Linked DNA regions of Mus musculus: all the other regions are linked to region 3. A link is a contact called in public promoter capture Hi-C data. All regions are on one chromosome and are shown on one strand. The core of a region is the stretch at or near the end of the contact, and the rest is flanking DNA. Distances in the headings are between cores, read along the strand shown. Region 1 holds the start of Zfp157 (zinc finger protein 157). Region 2 holds the start of Tsc22d4 (TSC22 domain family, member 4). Region 3 holds the start of Zscan21 (zinc finger and SCAN domain containing 21).

The links. Promoter capture Hi-C pulls out the DNA fragments that hold promoters and counts their contacts. Capture Hi-C pulls out chosen DNA fragments and counts their contacts.
Region 1: a promoter capture Hi-C map of adipose tissue shows a contact between it and region 3. The contact joins the promoter of Zfp157 here to the promoter of Zscan21 in region 3. A contact is called at or near these places in 2 of 39 promoter capture datasets (hippocampal neurons and pre-B cells) and 1 of 9 other capture datasets (adipose tissue).
Region 2: a promoter capture Hi-C map of the SN4741 cell line shows a contact between it and region 3, with 4 times the contacts expected there. The contact joins the promoter of Tsc22d4 here to the promoter of Zscan21 in region 3. A contact is called at or near these places in 1 of 39 promoter capture datasets (the SN4741 cell line), 2 of 115 datasets of contacts at active chromatin or transcription factors (embryonic stem cells and pancreatic cancer cells) and 1 of 9 other capture datasets (adipose tissue).

Annotation. Positions count from the first base shown.
Region 1 is chr5:138,439,947-138,443,248 of GRCm38.p6, forward strand. Zfp157 (zinc finger protein 157) reads left to right here and starts at 1,530. Exons shown (of 5, transcript NM_028130.3): 1 at 1,530-1,683. The coding sequence starts at 1,681.
Region 2 is chr5:137,744,129-137,747,366 of GRCm38.p6, forward strand. It overlaps Tsc22d4 (TSC22 domain family, member 4), which reads left to right and starts at 1,841. Exons shown (of 5, transcript NM_023910.6): 1 at 1,841-2,286; 2 at 2,720-3,238. The coding sequence starts at 2,988.
Region 3 is chr5:138,115,554-138,119,043 of GRCm38.p6, forward strand. Zscan21 (zinc finger and SCAN domain containing 21) reads left to right here and starts at 1,352. Exons shown (of 5, transcript NM_011757.3): 1 at 1,352-1,454; 2 at 2,283-2,367.

The DNA.
Region 1 (3,302 bases), core at 280-2,779, 320 kb after region 3:
AGCCCATGCAAACACATATAAATACATAAATTTAAACTCATTGATATATGTGGTGGTTTGAATAAAAATGGTCCCCATAGGCTCATATCATATATCTGAATGATGAATCATGAGGGAGTGACACAACTTAGAAGAATTAGGAGGTGTGACCTTGTTGGGGGTAGATGTACCCTTGCTGGAAGAAGTGTGCCACTAGCAATGAGCTTTGAGATTTCAGAGCCCAAGACAGACCCAGTGTCTCTCTCCCTGCTGTCTGCAGATCTGGATGTAGAACTCTCAGCTACTTCTCCAGCACATTTCTGTCTGTGTGCCACCATGCTCCTTACCTTGAGAGTCATAGACTAAATGGCCGAAACTGTAAGCAAGCCCCCGTTAAATGCTTTCTTTTTTAAAAGCCATTGCCTTGGTTATGGTGTCTCTTCACAGCAAAAGAACACTGACTGAGATAATATACCAAGCTATGCTTGAATGAATCTGATTTTTTTTTTTTGTTCTGTTGCTTTTGTTCAATCTGGGGAGAATAGAAGTTTGTTCAAAAATAATTAGTAAGGAATTTAAGAAACCACTACGAAGTAATCCTTGACAGCTATTGTCTTGGGGGACTGGAGTCATACTGAATTACTCTGGAAAGCATTTTAACCGTATTAATGCCTGGGTTCTAGATCCTGGACTCTGATTTCACTGGTTCTTTATTCCACTGGAAACCTTTGCTATGATGTCAGAAGTTACAATCACAAGTTCTATGGTTTGTGATGCCTGAACTATGCATGATATCCATGTATGCTGTGAGGCTTTGCCTAGCTAAAATCAAAGAACAAATTCAAGACATGATCCCTTGTTCGGCTACATTGTTACAAGAGAAAATGTATTCCTTGCATACACATCTGTATGAATGTCCCTAGCTTTCTTGGGAAGGTGACCTAATAACAGAGATTTGATTATTGTTTATGTTGGAAATAGAAAAAAAAAAAAAAGAAAGAAAGAAAGAAAGAAAGAAAGAAAGAAAGAAAGAAAGAAAGAAAGAAAGAAACCAGTAGGCCTCTGTTTGTGCTGGGATTAAAGACCAAGGAATGGAAATATTTTGCATGTATGTGGGATGCATTATACATGTTTTCAAATATTTCTTAAGGTAAACAATGAAAAGCATCCATAGCAGCATTGGTTTCCTAAATGGTAGTTTTTAAAATCAAATCCAAATGTTTGTTTTGATTGTTTTAAGTGAATACTTAAATTTGTTCTTGGAATACATAGGGCACGAACAATGTATATAGATTTATATACAATTCACACATTTTCAGATACTTTATTTACAAGGTTAAGTGAAAACAAAAAGGAAGGAGGTTCTGTCACAGGAAGCCCTGCCTTAATTTACCCATGAAAGCAAGGCCTTGTCAATTCTGGCTTCATCCACCCCTGGGTTGAAGCGTGAACTGTCACTCAGGGTGGACCTGAAGCGCTACCCTATCAGACACAATAGACTGAAGGCTACCCAATCAGACACACGGTCGGAAGGGAGGAGGCGGGCCTTGCGTACGTTGTTGCTGACCCCGCCATCTTGGCATCTGTGGCCGCTTTCTTCTCCCAGCTCTGTGTTCTGGATTGCACCTAGTGTCTGTCGCCGTGTGACTCGCTGGTACCTGGACACCCAGCGCGAGGCGGGGCGCTCACCTGAGTCCCGAAATGGTGCGTTTACCCACGACAAGGCCCCTAGCCCCGCGTCCCGCATCGGGGTCGCTTGTGCCCCTGCTGCCTGCGCTGTGGCCAGGCTGAGCTGGCTGCTGCAGCTCGGGGGTCTTGTCGCGTCCGCGTGATTCCCATGACCAGGGCTGCTATGGATGCCTCCTAGGTGGGGACACCGGGACTGCGGGACTTATGACTGCCCAAGCGCGGCCGGGAGTTTGTCGGCCGCCTCCAGATCTGGTAGGACTTTGACCAGCATGGGGGATTGCTGCCTTCTTGGTCTCTGGGCCCTCAAGGCCATCGGCCTCCCCAGGATTTTTCTGCAGCCGGCGCCCCGCCCCGTCTCTTCATCTTGCATCTCCACGTTTGTCCCTGGCTTCTCAAGTCACAATCTTGTGATGTTTCTATCTCAGAACCTCTATGGAAGCCCGTGAGCATGACCTTCCCCGCCCACTTCCTCACCTCTCAACCCATCTCAGCCCATCACGTTTTGTTCATGAGCCCGGTCCTTCAAGTCCCGGGAGTCCCTGAGTGACCCGGAGTAGGTACTTCTTCTCCTCTCTGCTGTTTCCTTCACTCTCCCTCTGTCTTCTGCCTCTGGCTCTCTATTTCTAGGGATGGAGTCTAGGAATTCATTTATGCAAGGTAGTGCTCTGCCCTAAGCCAGTTAGTTACTTGTCCTTTTTTTTTTCCTTTCACGATTTTAGCATTTATATATTAATGGTACACCGTAGTGACTTTCATTTCATTACATCTTATATCTATGTGTAATGTTGTATTTTCTTCTACCTAACCTCTGTTATCCTCCCGGTCCTTTTCCTACTCCCTCAGATTCTCTTCCTCTTTTCCAGTACTTCCCCTTAGTATTAGTTTTTTTTTTTTTTTTAAATGACCCCCCCGACTTCTACATAGGAAGAAGGTTAGTTACAGGAGCATGGGCCCCACCATTGTCTATACTACTATACTACGGAATAAAGAGGCTCTCCTGAGCCTCTCCCTATGCAACCATTAACTGCCTATACATCCTCAAGGAGAAATGGGGCCTTGTGAGCCTCTTCCTGTTCTTCACAATTTCACTTCATTTACAGATTTTTATTTATGTGTTTTTTAGCTTCCTAATTTTTTTACAGTTTGTTTGCTTATTTATTTATTTATTTTAGACATAGTTTTAACTGCAGCACGAGTTGGCTTTGAACTTAACCATTCTCCTCCCTGAGCTGGGAACACAGGCCAACCTTTCGTACTTGTTGGCAGGAGCCCAGGTCCTAGTTGTCCTTCCTTTACCTCTCCCCACCTGTGCAACTTGGGGATCAGGGGCAACCCTGAATGCTTCTCTTCTGGTGGGGTCCTGGCACACAGGCATAGCTTATGTAGCACAGTATGGTGCTGGGGGAATTAAAACGCAGGTAGCAAAAAAAGGACTAGAGTCAGAGGAGAAGACATGAGAGACAGCACACAGCAAGACCTGCAGACATTAAAGGGAGGGGAACCAGCCAGGTGCTTAGGGACATCCCTGGCTCATGTGCTCTGGAATAAGAGAGGTGGGGTAGAGAGGCAGGCTCTGTAAGTCCCGTTTTGGAATTTGGCCGTATAGCACTGGGCTTTCCAGATATTCCTTGGGT
Region 2 (3,238 bases), core at 591-3,090, 370 kb before region 3:
TTTTTTTTTTTTTTTTTTTTTTTTTGTTTTTCGAGACAGGGTTTCTCTGTGTAGCCCTGGCTGTCCTGGAACTCACTCTGCAGACCAGGCTGGCCTCGAACTCAGAAATCCGCCTGCCTCTGCCTCCCAAGTGCTGGGATTAAAGGCGTGCGCCACCACGCCCGGCTCTAAGAACAGTTCTGTTTGAGGAAAATTAATTAGAACCTATTTCCTTCCAAACCCATGAGTGACACCAGATGCTGCCTTTAGATCCTGCTTTGGCTGAAAGATTCTTGCCCAGAATGCCAGTATGGGTGCCAAGAAAGAAAAATGGCAGTTGGGAGTTCGCTTTTTTTCTTGCCAGTTGCAGAATAGACCCTTTATGTGTGTGCAGATTCTCCTTCATAATGATGAAGGGATAATATGGGACAGGTGGGAGAGGGCTGGAGATGGGAAAGAGCTGGTCTGTAGCCAGCTGGGATTGGTTCTCAGGTATACGCACGGGGTAGTTGTGTGGACATGGGTGTGTGTCCAAGCACTTGGGGAAGCAGAAGTGAGCAACTTCATCTTCCCATCTACCTAAGTGTTTATATGAGGGACAAAGATGAGAAGGTAGCAATGCCTGTTCTGGGCTGAGGAGTGGCTCAGCAGGTAAAAGTTCTTGCTACTCAAGCATGAGGACCTGAGTTCAAATCTTCAGTAGCCACATGAGAAGCCAGGCATAACCATGTGTGCCTATAACCTCAGTGTTGTGGAGAATAGATGTAGAATTATTGGGGCTTGCTGGATGCCTACCAAGCTATGCATTCAATGAGAGACCCTGAGTAGGACACCCAGTGTGGTCCTGTGGCTAACAAACACACACAAGTGTGTGCAACTACTCATTCATGTGCACACACACGCCACACACATGTCTACCCTACCACCAACAGCCTTCTTGGATAGTTTGCTTTCTCCAATTTTCCCTTTTTAAGAGAGGGAAACACCGTATCAGAGATTTGATTTCATATACTGGAGCAGGAGCAGGATAGACAGGATGGCTCAGTGGGTAAAGGGCCTTACCACCAAACCGGATGGTTGGCACTATTCCATCCTTGGACCCACATAGTGGAAGAGAAAACTGACTCCTTCAAGTTGACCTCCAGATCTACACATACATACATTCACAGTAAAAAAAAAAAAAAAAAAAAAAAAAAAAAAAAAAAATTCAAATATTGCAGCAAAATCCGAGAAAAGATATTGGAGGAATAAAACACGTTTGGGTACAGCTGATACTTGTTACAAGTCCATGATGGCGTGTATGGGCGTTCATTCTCCTAGTTCCTCTACTTTAGGGCATGTTTGAAAATTTTCATAGCCGCTCGCTTTTGAAAACAGAGTGGGGAAAGGAGTTTCTCGTGAATTTACGGTGAAAACCAGAGACGCTGTGACAAATCACAGCCAGTGGGTCACATTGACTATGTATTTATGGACAGTCAGGTACCCAGAACATGTCTGGCACGTTCCTTGAGACTCTTTTGGAGAACCTGCAAAAGCCTACAAGTAAGGGAATCCCTGGCCTCCCGCAGGCTCCTCCTCTTTTTCTCCGCCCTCATGCCCCTCCCTCCGAGGAAGAGTTGCCTGGAACCTGGCAGGTGTAGGGTTAAAGCAACCAGTTTGGGACCCGCAGCGGCAGAAGCTGCAGCAGCAACAGCAGCAGCTACAGCAGCAACTGTAGGCTGCGGCTGCGGCTGCGGCTGTGGCAGGCCTGGCTCCGGGCCAGCTGGCAGGGAGCCTTAGGAGGGAGGAGGGAGGAGGGAGGAGGAAGAGGGGAAGGAGGAGGAGAGGAGCAGTGAGCAGGCCCGAGAAGGCAGGACTTCCTGGTGTGGGGGTTGTCAACAGCCCAGAAAGAGAGCCAGAGACCCAGACCGAGACGGAGCGGAGCTGAGGAGCTGAGAGATACATCCAGTGGGGCCACGTGGGAGGAGCCTTGAGAGAGAGCCACTCAAGGGACTGGAGCCAGCGGGGGGCTGAGCCGCCCCCTCCCACAGCAACAGGGAAGACCCGTGGAGTGTTAACCGAGGCTGCGCCTGGGCTCCCCCGTGGAAGCGCTGGTTTCTTCTCGTCTCAACTGCAAACTTTCCACCGAGATGCCTCGCAGAGTGAGATGCGGACGCCAGAGAACACTGGGTAGCCCTTGATTGCTGCCTGCCGTGGCCTGCTCTAGGCCGCCTTAGGATTTAAAAAAAAAAGAGAGAGAGAGAGAGAGAGAGATCTTAGTCCCCCAGGTCTTCTCTCCAGCTCAGCTCGGTGGCCGAGGCCCGAGAGGTAGGTAGTTCTCCCGGGCTGGGCGGGGCGCTTGGCTTGGCGGGCAGTGCCTAACCAGCGATGGGGGAACTGGAATGGGGGTGGGGTGGGCTTGAGGCCCGGCAGAGGCCTCAGGGTGGCCCTTTCAGGGGAGGAGCCGATTCACCCCTGTGCCCCTGGCCATGGAGATACGTGTTGGGGACGAGTTTGGATCTCAAGCATGAAATGTCCAACTTTGGGTCCCAGCTGCTTCTTCCTGTTGTGGGTGTTCTGAATTCTGTCCCCTCTGCTCCGGTCTGTCATTTCTACTTGTCTCTGGGTCTCTAGTGGCTTTCTTCTTCCTCCCTCCAGTCGGCTCCCCCGAGAGGAAGCCCCGGAGGTGGTTTGGCCCCTGCTTTTTCTTTTGCTCACGTACACACACTCTCGCTCACTTTCTGTCTCTTTCTTTTTCCAGTTTGCAAGCTCAGCTTTGGGGTTTCAGCGGCGACAGCAGCAGGAAAAACCTGCCCCTGCCCCCCCCTCCTGCCACCTCCCCTCTGTACTCCAGTCACTAACCAGGCACCCCCAAGTTCCCACAAGGCCCTCCTGCCATGTCGGACCCAGACGTCCCCAGGGGCCCCGATGTCCCTGCCATGTGGCCCCCTTGTTCCAGAGGTGCCTGAGCCCCTCTCCAGGAGCCCAGCCCCTCCCCCACCCGAGCCCAGTCCGGAGCCCCAGGGACCATGAGTGGTGGTAAGAAGAAAAGTAGTTTTCAGATCACCAGCGTCACCACGGACTATGAGGGCCCAGGAAGCCCAGGGGCTTCGGATTCCCCTGTCCCACCGGCTCTCGCTGGGCCCCCGCCCCGCCTCCCCAATGGGGACCCCAACCCTGATCCAGGGGGCAGGGGCACCCCCCGGAATGGCTCTCCGCCACCTGGAGCCCCTGCCTCCCGTTTCCGGGTGGTGAAGCTGCCCCAAGGTTTGGGAGAGCC
Region 3 (3,490 bases), core at 102-2,601:
GTAATGGCTATTCCTGGTTGTCAACTTGACTCTATCTGGAATGAACTACAATCCACCTGTGATCCAGATCTTGAGGCTGGAAGAAGATTCTGACCTGGATCTTGGCATGGAGATCTTGAGGCATAGTGGCCATGAGAAACTTAGGTCCATGCCGGGCATGGTGGCTCATGCCTTTAATCCCAGCACTTGGGAGGCAGAGGCAGGTGGATTTCTTAGTTCGAGGCCAGCCTGGTCTACAGAGTGAGTTCCAGGACAGCCAGGGATACACAGAAAAACTCTGTCTTGAAAAAACAAAAAACAAACAAACAAACAAAAACAAAACAAAACAAGAACAACAAAAAAGAAAAACTTAGGCCCAGGAAACTAAGGCAAAGAGATCTCTGAGTTCTAAGAGCCAGGCATGGTGGTACACACTTAATCTGGGCCACACCTTCTGCTAGAGATTTGCTTAAGGACATTGGAAGAAGGAAGAGTCCCTCTTCTTCGGCTGCTTGCACTTACTTGCCAGCACATCTGTTGGAATCTACTTCTACAGACGACCAGCTGGAACACCTAGCTTCGTGGGACTGAGCAACTACTAGATTCTTGGACCATTGCTGGGGTACAGACTGTAAGTTATCACAATAAATTCACTCAGTATAGACAGACATTCCCTTAGTTCTGTGACTCTAGAGAACCCTAACTGTTACAGTGCTCATGTACACAGTGTGTTTGCAAACATGTGAAGGCCAGAGGTTAATGTTAGCTGTCTTCTTCAATTGCTTCTCTACCTTGTTTTTGAGACAAGGTGTCACTGATCTGGAGCTAGGCTGCCCAGACAACAGACTGCAGGGGTCCTCCCAGCACTCGGATTACAGGCATGTGATGTACCATAGTCTTTTTATGTGGTGCTGGAAATCCAAATGTAGGTCCTCACGCATGAGCTCTTTACTCACTCACTGATCTAGAGGCAAGTGGATCGTTTATAGAGTTCGAGGTCAGCCTGGTATACATAGAGTTCCAGGCTAGCTAGGGCTAATGACATGTTTGTCTCAAAAACAAGGCAGTGGTGGCTCATGCTTTTAATCCCAGCACTCGAGAGGCAGAGGCAAGTAAATCCCTGAGTTCGAGGCCAGCCTGGTCTATTGAGTGAGTTTCAGGGCAGCCAGGGCCGCATAACCCTCCAAAAACCACCCACCCTCAAAAAAAGAATGAACGAAAGAAAGAAAAGGGAGGGGGTAGGAAGAGAGAATGAGAATAAAAAAAGAAATAGGGGGAGAAACAGATCACAACCAGGACAGTCGCAGCCTCCGGTGAAACAGGATACCGACAACGCTCGGATTCCTAGAGGGGCGGCTGCTCCCCCTCCAGAGGGGCGGGGCTCTGACGCGCTTCCGGTGGTGCTGTCGTTCAGCCGCTGTGAGGATTCCAGACTCCAAAGCGGTTCTGAGTCACGGTGAGCCTGCGAGTCCCAGGTTAGCCTAGCGGTCGGGGAGCGTTGGCCAAAAGATTTCGAGAGGGTGGGACGGGTTTAGCGACTGTGGTTCTGGTTCGGGGAGTTCCTCCATGGTGGTTCTGGGAGATTGAGGAGGAGCGCCCCGCCCAGCCGTCGTCGGCGCCCGCTCTAAGGAAAGGCTTTTCCACCCCCGAGGGCTCCCTGGAACAAAACCCTGATTCTTTTGCTTCCGGAATCGCATTTCTAGTCTCTCCGTTATTGTCTGTTACCTGACGGAAACTGCCCTCTTTCTTCCCCAGCAAGAGCCCTGAGATCTAAACTCAGAACTAATTGTTAAGAATAAGCCCAAGTGTAGAAACCTCTGAAAACCCGAATCTCCTCAGTCTTGAGTCTTGTCCAGTCCAGGCGGGGAATTGGTCCCGGTGGGCTTTGTGCGCACTGGACAAGGATTTGCTCAAGTCTGGAAAGATTTTTAGACGATCGTTTGTAAAACGCGTATAGGATAGAAAGGTGATTGATTTATTTGGTGGCTGACATAGTTGGAAATCTGTTGAAAGGGGACACTTAAAGAATTGTGAACAACAACAACAAAATCAATACAGGAAAATTGTTTTTCAAGTGGTGGAAGGCTTCTGAAGAGAGACTGAGTATTGGTTCAGGGCTATTGAAATGATGCAGAATTTGGCTCACTCTGAGCTACTAGATCTGCCCAGTAGTTATGCTCTTCAGAATTATTGGCCTGCCTGGAAGCTTTTTGAAAATTAGTTTGCTCGGTTTGAGACGGGGTCTTACTGTATGGCCTACACTGGTGTATAATTGGTGATCCTCCTGTCTCTGTTCTCTTCAGTGCTGTAATTACAGGTATGCACCACCACGACTTCAGCTTGGAGTTTCCAAGTGCAGAGTGTCTTAAGGGCATTATCTACTACAAGGTAATAATTGCTGTTCATTTGATGCAATCTGTGATAGTTTGATTTGTTTACACTTCGTCTTGCACAGAATGAATTTGAGGCTGATTAAGGGAGTGTGTGTGTGTGGGGGGGGGACTTATAAACTGTAGAATTCGCATAAAGGAGGGAAAAATTGGGAAGTGACCAAAAGCCTGCTGCTAGACTTCGAGAGTTAGGTTTTTATTTTTTTACTCTGTGTGTGTGTGTGTGTGTGTGAGTCAAAGGATAGTTGGCATAGTTGACTGCTTCCCTTCCATTACATGGACACCAGTCTCAAAACAGGCAGCAGGTCGGTTGCATTTGTTACCCACTGAGCCATCTTGTCAGTTGAGTTAAACCTTTAGATAGGGGCTGGAGAGATGGCTCAGTGGTTAAGAGCACTACTGGCTGCTCTTCCAGAGGTCCTGAGTTCAAATCCCAGCAACCACTTGGTGGCTCATGGCCATTTGTAATGTGATCTTATGCCCTCTTCTGGTGTGTCTGAAAACAGCAACAGTGTACTCTTAGACATAAAATAATACATGAATCTTTAAAAACAAAACAAAACAACCTTTAGATAGCTTTGGTTTTGCTTTTTTGTTATTTTTCAAAACAGGGTTTCTTTGTGTTGCCCTGTCTGTCCTGGAACTCTGTTGACTATGCTGGCTTCTAACTCAGAGATCCTCCTGCCTCTACCTTCCATGTGCTGGGATTAAGGTGTACATACCACACCCTGCTTTAGGTAGCCTTTTTAAAGTTTTTTTTTTTTTTCTATGAAAGTGTTAAATTAGGCCTGTTTTTCTACCCACATACTTTTTGATTTTATGACTATTTAAGGAATTTTCAGAAACCAAGACCTGGAGGGCATCTTCACATGGCAAGCTCAGCATTACCAAATGTGAAACATTGGCTTTCTTTGTGTGCAGGGAGCAAGATGCCAAGATACTTTAGTACCAGATTTTTTCTTTTCTTCTTTTTGGTTTTTTGGTTTTTTTTTTGGTTTTGTTTTGTTTGTTTTTTTTTTTGTTTTTGTTTTTTGTTTTGTTTTGTTTTGTTTGTTTGTTTGTTTGTTTTTTTGAGACAGGGTTTCTCTGTGTAGCCCGGGCTGTCCTGGAACTCACTCTAT